Linked DNA regions of Cricetulus griseus: region 2 is linked to region 1. Evidence: chromatin contacts called from public Micro-C data. All regions are on one chromosome and are shown on one strand. Each heading gives the region's core, a stretch centred on a gene start, on an enhancer-like site or on the middle of the called end of the contact. The rest is flanking DNA. Distances are from core to core; before and after follow the strand shown. Region 1 overlaps Fmnl2 (formin-like protein 2). Region 2 holds the start of Stam2 (signal transducing adapter molecule 2).

Region 1 (4,894 bases), core at 1,974-4,473:
TTGCCCAAATAATTATGTTATTCTTGTTTTGTTTTTTCGAAACAGGGATTCTTTGGAAAGTTATTCTTCAACTTTGATTCCAAGTTTTATGTAGTGGCTCTGTGAATGTACTTTGGCTATTGGTAGAGAAGACCTGAGGTCATCAGTCCAGTAGGAAAGGGATTAGTCTGTTTGTGGGGCTCCTGATTTTGAAAGTACAGTATGGAGTTTTGTTCAATTGACATGCATTTGTTAAAGGGTCTGTGTTTATATGGTAATAACATTTTGGGGGCAGGTAGCATCAGTCCACAGGCAAGAAAATGGAATTGCTGACAAGTGGAACACAGTAAGGCACCCTACAAAATTGACACTGTTGTTTTGGTTCAGTTTTATAAACAGAAGGTAAAAGAAGCAGCACCTTGTAGTTTGGCAGAATAGTTGAGTATTTTTGGGATTCTCATACAATACGGTTCCTGGACTTCTCATTTTAGGACTAGTAGTTAATAACCTTGGTGACCCAGACTTTGAATCAAAGAAAGGACCAGTGTGACAAAGGGCCTGCCTTTGGGAATGTTTTCCTGGCTCTGTTACAGGTCACTTAGGATCTAGGAGAGGTGATGTGAATGTGTGTGTGCATGTGTGCAGGTAAGATAGAATCTCATGTAGCCCAGGCTGGCCTAGACATTGCCATGAATCCAAGAGGACTTACAACTCCTGATTCTCCAGCCTGTATCTCCCATGTATTTGGATTACAGGCATATGCCACCAACATACAGCAGGGCAGGAATTTTTTAACAACCATTTTATTTGGACAATGTCTTATGTAGCCAAGGTTAGCCTTGAAGTTGCTATGTAGGCTAAGCTGGTCTTAAACACCAGCCCACCTGCTACTCTCTGCCTTTCAAGTGCTGGGATTACACATAGGAGACACTACAGTACCTTCCAATGGGTTCTAATCCATAGGAGAGAGTTAGTGAGTCAGTAAATTCCTCGTATGCTGTTTGTGATTCTAAAAGGAGTCTCTTTGGTAGCACAAGCCTAGAACTAGTGTGACCCACAGAGACACGGTGTGCATTTCTTGGTTGCTAGAATGTGGAGCCGTTTCTTTGTTATGGTGGCACTTTGTTGTTCTGGCTCTCCCAATACTGGTTTCTGGAGACTTGAGTGGTACTGTGTTGCACAACACCCCCTTCCTGCTGGACTTCAGCATCATCCGTGATTTACTGTCATGAGCCCCAGGCTGGTGGAAGTCAGCCTGTCTTTCCTTTTGCACAGGCGGGGGGTGGGGGGGAGGGGGGGAGACAGACAGACTGTTGACCTCTGAAGCAATACTGGGTTTATGTTCTCAGAGCTCACCCACTGTCAAGAAAACAGAACAGTGAAGGAGACAGTACTGACATCAGAGCCCGACAGCTTGGGTGGGGGAATCCCAAAAGAGAACATGTTGTTGTAGGCAACACCCAGAGGAAAATTGACAAACCTTGATAAGACTAGGTGGGGATTTCTGGGCCACCAAGAATGCACTTAAAAGTTGTCTTTTCAAACTCCTTCATAAGCATTTCTATTCTGTAGCATACAGCAAAGTCCTAACAGTGTCTTAAAATGGCATCAAAACTCAGAGTGCTACACCGGTAAAGTGAGTCCTTTAAATTAGCAAAATGTGCTTGGATTTGAGACAGATGGGATTAGTGGGGTCTTGGCAAGCCAGAGAAAAACTTCTGAGTCAGGCGCCACTCGGCTTTGGCCCATGCTGGAAATGAAGGCCCTTGTGGTGAGGGTTCCAGGTTTTCATGATCAGATGAAAATTTGTGTTTTTATATGAAATCTTCTACATTTCTCATGACATTTGACAGTTTTGAATGCTTTATGGGCAATTGAACAACTTACATTGATGTGTAGTCAAACCACATGGAGGTCCACGGTTGGTATACTCTCCTTAGAACTGTGTTTCTTGAAGGGCTGTCTTTTTCTATGTTTTGTCCTTACTATGTTGTTGACATATGGATATATTCAGTTTTACCACATGACAACATAGTGGGGTCAGATTTTCCCTGCATTGAGGAATGGTTCTATTGAAAGATAACGCAGGAAATATACTTCTGACTTTCCTAAAAGACATGTCTTGGAAGTTAAATGTTCGATTCTTTGTGAACTGCTATTGTCAGTGGGATTGTCTGGGAAAGGGGAATGGAGGTTTCATCCACTTACTATGTTTTTATTGATTTAGCTGGTAGAGTGGAGGCTTCATGGTGAACTGGGCAGCTAGTCCTGATGCCTGAGAATCAAAATCCCCCAAGATGTCCTGGGTTAAGTGAATTTAGGAGCATTTGTTTCCAGCATTAGCCAGTAAGAGATTCTGTTTCACTAGCCTTTTTTTCTTCAAATTTTGAGACTTTACTTGCCCCCGCCCCTTCCTTTAGGAGGAGACTTGTGAGTTTGTCTGGGGAATTTATATACTGTAGTGTCTCTCTGGTGGACTCAGGGTACCTCTAGGATTTAGATACTGACAAGAAGACACCATATATTCTTTGAATGTTATCCAAATGTTCTACTGATCCAAGTTTTAGAAATTGATAGTTTTCTGTGTGGAAATTAGTAACAGACTGTATTGTAGCAAGTATGGGAGGGAAAGTAGTGTTCATTGTTTGGCCTCACAGTGTACAAGTAGGCCTGAAAACAGATTTTAAACCATCAAAGGCAAGAAAGCACTGGTACACAGACTCTGTTTCCAGAGTCAATAGGCTGTGGAGTTTTTTTTGGGGGGGGCGGGGGGGGTTGTTTGTTTGTTTGGTTCTTTGAGACAGGGTTTCTCTGGGTAGCTTTGTAGACTAGGCTGGCCTCAAACTCACAGAGATCCAACTGCCTCTGCCTCCCAAGTGCTGGGATTAAAGGCATGGGCCACCACCACCAGGCAGGCTGTGGAGTTTGTAAACAGTTGCAGCATGGGGGAAGGTGGTAGCAGTGAAGATTTTATTTGAAGTACTTGCTTATCTGACTCTCTTCCCACTCAGATGCGGGAATGAAGTTTTGCCCTCGGAGTGCTCAATGGAAAAGTGCCCATGGGAAATCTTAACTGTGCAGAGCTGCTGATAATTGGATCCATTCTAATGTGCCAGGCACCATGCTTTGCCATGCATAGAGTGTAATTTTTTCCTCAATGGCCCTGGGATTAGAATACTATAGGGAGGAAGCAAGAATAAAAATGATTAATGGTCTTGAAATACCATCACATTTGAATCATGATTCTCCAGAAACTGAGTCAGAGGGATATGACATGATACTTTCATGTGTCACTGAGTTTTGTTGTATTTCAGTCATATATACATTATAGAAAATCAAAATACAATTAGCCCCCCCCCTCACACACACACATTGAAAAAGGATTGCATACCGCTGGTGTATATAATATGAGTCTAGAATAGATCTTATTTTACCAGGGTAAATGTTTTCTGTGTGCTGTGTAGCATGCAGTTTATATAGAACCTCTGGTGTGCATGCGTCGGTGGGGGGGGAGGGGGATCTCATATTTGGAATAAAATTTTATTTATCTAGTTGAAAATTGTGTGCAATCATTTTTCTTAAACAAGCCTCATCCAAGTCTTTAAAATAATTTCCTTTATGAAGCTTGGGATGAAAGTTTGGCAGTTTTCCACAGGGCTTTATTTTAGAATAGTTCTAGGAGATAATAATACAGAGCATGATGGAGTAAGGTGGTTTTCATCCAGGCTAGTGCCTGAAGCCTCTGCAGGTCACAGAACCCTTAATAGCTAAATAATTTTTTAGTTCTCTCTAGGCAAAAAGAACAACCTGTTTCACTTGCTCTAAATACTCATGTCTAAACAGCTAAGTATTTACTTAAGGAAGCTTGTTTGTTTTGTTTTGGCATGTCCTCATAACTCAGTGGCCATTTAAAAAAATGCATATAAATTATGAGGAAAAAAAAACACCTTCCTTTTATTCTTTAAAACAGCAGTTCTCAACCTGTGGGTCTTGACCCCTTTGTGGGGTTCAACGACCCTTCCACATTGGTTGCATATCAGATGTTTATATTATGATTCATAACAGCAGAATTACAGTTATGAAGTAGCAATCAAAATAATGGTTGGGTTATGGTTGGGGTCACCACAACATGAGAAACTATATTAAAGGGTCCCAGCATTAGGAAGGTTGAGAACCACCGCTTTAAAAGAATTGTGATTGCCTATGAGAAGTGTGCCTGCCTGCTGGGTACCACACAGCTTTGGTCTTTAATTCCCACTACTGATGCCCTCAGCTCCTCTTAGATTCTTACTTTCTCCTGTGGCTTGCTTTTGCTGAACCCTGCCTGGCCTTGACTAGACCCACCACCACCCACACCAGCACACCTGATAGTGCTGCTTTCTAGAGTTCCTATTGTAGGCTAGTAGTTTTCATAGAATCAGACAGATTTTCCTTACCATTTCATCCTTCAAACCTTAAAATCATGCCAGAGTTTGACATCATTGTAGTATACTAGGGCTTATTAGCATTCTGTTTTGGAATCATGATGCAGACATTTCTATTACATGGGAGAGGTTCTCCAGGGCACCATATTAAAGACCAAGGCTCCATTTTCCCCTTCTTCTTCCTTTAATTTGTTGTGCTGTAGACTGTATTCTAGTATTTCCTCAATAGATGAAGTTTCGTAAGCACCGTGTGAGCTCCATGAAACACCATTCATGTGCTCACTCATTTAATTTTTAATTGTCAAATTATTTCAGGATTCTTTGGTGGTAAACTAACATCCTTGTTATGCAGATTAGGGAACTAAAGTCAAAAGGTTATTTACCAGTCAACATATGGCTGGTGGTTATTCTAGGATGTATTAAAAATGTGGTTGGTGTGTGTGTGTGTGTGTGTGCGCGCGCGCGCATGCCCCCACATGCTCTTGTGCGTG
Region 2 (4,679 bases), core at 1,187-3,686, 250 kb before region 1:
CCTTCATAGATGATGACTTTTAGGCAAAAGGAAGGATCTATACCATCTTATGTATTCCTCATAATTATCACACTGCAATAATCACATCATAGTATAACTATCTACCTGAGCATGTATCCTTCCTTGAGTGTCTTGTGAACAAGAACTCAGTATATTTTTTAGTTTTTGTCTCTGTAGAACTTAACACAATGCCTAATATACAGTAATCACCCCTTGAATTTTTGGTGAATAAAAGAGTGAACACAGGTAAGGGGGGTGGGGAGGAGAAATAAAAACAATGCTGAAAAAAGATGAGCAATGGTGGTACATGCCTTTAACCCCAGCATTCGGGAGAAAGAGGCAACCTGGTCTACAGAGTTTGTTCCAGGACAGCCAGGGCTACACAGAGAAACCCTGTCTTTAAAAAACAGAGAGAGAGAGAGAGAGAGAGAGAGAGAGAGAGAGAGAGAGAGAGAGAGAGAGAGAGAGGAAGAGAAGTCAAGACACACTGTAAAAGAACTTTGCTGTAATGCTCAAGTCAGATAATGACTTGCTTTGTACTATTTAACATTTCTGCATTAAGAGTCCTTAAGGTCTGAAAACTAGAACATGTAATTTTTCTCTGATGTAAGTTTCAGACCAGTCTGAGCTCCTTAGAATTTCATTCCCTTTTTTCCCTAGTTGCATTCATTTGTCTAGGTGGGCCTCCATCAAACTCATTCTTTCACCCTTAACTTGACATTTTGGAAACTGAATTTAGTCATGTGAGAGCTGATGAAGAAACACTTCAAGTTCTAGTTGACATAGCCCATGATATATCTACACAGGTTGTTTGTTTGTTTGTTTCTGTCTGAAGATCAGAGCCTAAGAAATCTACACTAAACTATGATGCAAGGATTTCAGAAACCACTGAGGGAAAAGTTTAGAAACATAAACTGGGCAGAGTAACTCAGACTACTGCTACCAGAAATGTTTGCAATAAGAACACAACAGGCTTCCATGAACTATTTCCTAGAAGAAAGAGTTCACAGGTTTTATATTTTAAATACCCTGTCTTGGGCTGGAGAGATGGCTCAGTTCATATGGTGGCTCATCCGACTCTGTAACAGCAATGCCAGGTGATCCAACATGATCTTCTGACCTCCTCAGACACAACAAACAAGTGACAAACTTAGCATACAGAAAAAACACCCATGCACATAAATAAAAGAAAAAATAAAATAGCCTCCTCTGTTTTGCCTTTTCTGATTCATTTCATTACAGCAAAATGAAAGCTTTTACAGTAAGACATGCAGGTCTCAAGCCTAGTGGAGGCCCAGACTTGGAATCCCAGAATTCTCGATGCTAAAACAGAGGTTTTGGGAATTTGAAGCCAGCTTGGACTATATACAGACTCACTGTGAAAGTTAAATTAATTCAATAAAAATTAAAAAGTGCAATGCCTCACGTAGGTAATGTAATAAAAGAACAATTATCCCAAATCAGCGACTAAGCCTCAACATGCTTCCTATATAATTAGTCTCCCATACACTTGAACATGACTTGTGAGAGTTGTAGAACAAAATGAGGCACTTTCTAGACTTCTCTTCACTAAGGAATTGTAACTGAACTGGTAGCTCACTGCTAAAATATGTAACATTTTGACTCAAAATCACTTAAATCCTAAAATGTCGCTAGGAGCCTGTTAACTACTGCTTCAAGAATACTGCCAGCCCGTTTGCTTTTACTGTTAATATTATGCTTACTCCATCCATCTTTTCCTAATTCTGAAAGACCTATACTACCTGAATAACCAGAAGTTTGACTCCAACAAACATCAGTTGTTCTGGGCTAATTAGAGATCCTGAGAGTCTTCCTTTTCATTCTCTGAGACTGGCTCTCGCAGCACATTCAGAACGTCAGTAAACATTGAAAATGCAACCATCAGAGCTTGAATGTGTTTATACGGAAGCGATGTGAGTTAAGCCTGGTGAGTCTAGGTTTCTGGTTCGGGACTACCCTAGGCAGCAGGATGGCCACCACTGCACTTTCTTCCAAGGGGAAGGGTGTTAACCAGCTCTGGAGAAATCAGGAAGTTTGTATCAGCAACTTGAGCCTCCAGCGATCCTGCCTTTTCCCCACTCCTGCTCTGGGTGACGAGAACAGCCCTGATAGGTACCCCAATCTCTGACAGGTAGGAGGTAGCCTGGCCAGAGACGCTCCGAGGCTGCCCCCCGCTGTCGAGAGCTGCACCGCCCCTTCGCTCTCCGCCTGGCTTCTCAGGCACCAGGACCGCCGCCCACTTTCCCCGGCGCGGACGGCGCAGGTCACCGTACTCACCCACGTCATGATCGAACGGGTTGGCTGTGAACAGAGGCATCGCGCCGGCATCCGAGGCTGAAATGCGACGGTCCGGCGGGGCTCCAAATACTCCCGCTGGGCGACCCGCGGCGGCTTCCTAGACGGCTGGCCAGGCCGTGCCCTCACTTCCGCCTCCGCGCCTGCCCCGCGCGCGCCTGTGCGCCCTGCGCCCGGCCGTCCTCTGCTCCAGCCCCGCCGGCGGGGCCGCACGACGGACGGCCGAGCACTAGCACCTGCAAAGCTCTCACCGCAGTCCTAAGGACGTAGCAGCCCCTGGCCCGACTGCTGCTCAGGCCAGGCGAAAGCCACGGTCACCTTGCCGCGGCGAGGACCCGGGCGAGCCTCGGAGGCGGGGTGGAACTTCGAGGCCGGAAGTTGTCTATGCTTGAGACGCTGGTGGCCGGCGAGCTTGCTGCGTCCCGGAGGCGAGGCGGAGTGCGCGGTCCCGGGATGTGGGTCCCTTCGCCCCAGACTATGACAGAGGCTCCATTCTCACCCGAGTACTACCTGGGTACCAGGTCAGGTCTTGGCCTCTGGGGCCGCGCGCGCGCGCTCCGCGTCCCGGTTGCTATGGAAACGGAACCGCTGGCCTATGGGGAGCGTTGAGAATCTGTCGATTGACTCCTAGGTTGCTGATGTTTGTTGGATCCTTCAGTTGACCAAGCACTCGGGAAAGCGAGCGCGGAGAGACTCTTCGCCTTCGCTTCTCAGCTCTTCAGTATGAAAACAAAGTTTGGACCAAGAAATACAGAGATGAGTGAAGGAACTGGAGAGAGAGCTCATCAATTAAGAGCCCTTGCTGGCAAAGTTTGGTTCTAGTCTCCACGGGGAGGGAAGGGGGGCGACGGGTAGAGCAGCCAGGAACTCTAAGTTCCAGGGAACCTGACACCCTCTTCTGGCCTTGGTTGGCATCTACACTCAGGTTCACATACTCACACTCAGAAACATAATTAAAAATCCTTATGCCCCGAGTTGTGTGTGGCTCATGCCATTAATCGCAGCACTTGGGAGGCAAGGGGCTGACGGATCTGAGTACTCTTCAAAGATGAGTGGAAGTACACTCTTGCTTTTGACTTGCTCAAGCTTTATAGTGCAAAAACATTTATAATGATTTGGTTGTTAGTAAGAGTCATAAACTCAGGTTCCCACAGGATCCATCCAGGCATTTAAGTGAATGTATTTGTGCAAACACCCTTCCTGCAAACCATGCCCTTTACTTCTCCACATATTTTGGTTCATATTTTGTTCATATCTTTTATCATTCTCTAAGGAACAACTAATTGTGGTATTTGTTTTCATTAGAGTATAAATTCCATGAGCTTTATTTACTATTATGAACCCAAGGACTAAAAAACAGTATCTGGCAAGTAGGTGATCAATAAATACTTTTAGAATGTAGCCCTGGCTTTTGAATTGAAAATCACACATCTAAAGCTGGGACCTTGAGCCAATGAAATGATTCAGTAGTAACAGCCCTCCCTGCCCAAGCCATAAGAGCTCATGTCCAGTCCCCAGAAAGCTACTATGGAAGGATAGAACCAAGTCCTGAAAAGTGACCTCACTCTTAAACAGTAGCTTGAGCACACCCAGATTCTCACACATCATAAACACACATATTTTTTTTAAAATTTGAAAGATTTTTAGGGTAGGATGTGGTAGTACAGACAGGTTGATATATGTTGAGTTCCAGGCCAGATAGGACTGCATAGTGAGACTCTCTCTCAAGTAAATTAATTAAAATAAACGTTTTTAGACTAAAGCTGGTAGCTACTAGTAAATATCAGCCATTTGTTGAAATGTTAGCCCTTCTGGGGCTCCCAATTTTTCAGTGATTTTTTAAATTGTGAGAATTACTTCTACATTTAAATATCTATGTATGGATTCTTGTATCAGTTTTGAGACAAGCTCTTCTGTAGTCCAGATTGACCTGTGTAGTGGAGGATTACCTTTCATATCTATACTTTAAATAAACAAAAATTATTTTCCAACCTTTAGTATTAGGAGATGTTAATAGAACCCTCACAGGTGAAGTAATCTGGAATGGTGAATACATTATCAGCTATAAAGTTAGGTTCACAAATATGATGGAATCAGATCAGGTGGTGATGGAGTATGCCTTTAATCCCAGCACTGGAAGGCAGAGACAAGCAGATATCTGTGAGTTTGAGGCCACCCTGATCTACAGGGCGAGTTCCAGGACAGCCATAAGCAAAGAAACCCTGTCTCGAAAAAATGATTGCTGCATGTGGGAAGCTGTGCCTGACCACGCCCTGAGCGTGGTAAAGGTGAGGTCAGAATGATGTGTAATAGGTTTTTAAGCCCCCCCCCCCCCGACAGGCATGGTCAGACACACCTGTAGC

The links. A called contact is a pair of places that touch in the nucleus more often than the background predicts.
Region 2: a contact with region 1 is called in a Micro-C map of the CHO-K1 cell line, with 4 times the contacts expected there. The contact joins the promoter of Stam2 here to the enhancer-like site in region 1. A contact is called at or near these places in 2 of 8 Hi-C or Micro-C datasets (both in the CHO-K1 cell line).

What each region holds. Positions count from the first base shown.
Region 1 is chr6:121,367,865-121,372,758 of CriGri-PICRH-1.0, reverse strand. All of the region lies in intron 1 of Fmnl2 (formin-like protein 2), which reads left to right. Among named protein-coding and RNA genes, the nearest start is that of Fmnl2, 140 kb to the left of the region's middle. Within about 2 kb of position 3,223, at least 1 of the 6 cell types and tissues checked has open chromatin away from gene starts, as enhancers often do. A contact at or near this core is called in the CHO-K1 cell line, where this site is marked.
Region 2 is chr6:121,615,050-121,619,728 of CriGri-PICRH-1.0, reverse strand. Stam2 (signal transducing adapter molecule 2) reads right to left here and starts at 2,436. Exons shown (of 13, transcript XM_027420434.2): 1 at 2,299-2,436. The coding sequence starts at 2,338. LOC118239057 (a long non-coding RNA gene) reads left to right here and starts at 2,559. Exons shown (of 2, transcript XR_004770487.1): 1 at 2,559-2,837; 2 at 2,948-3,290.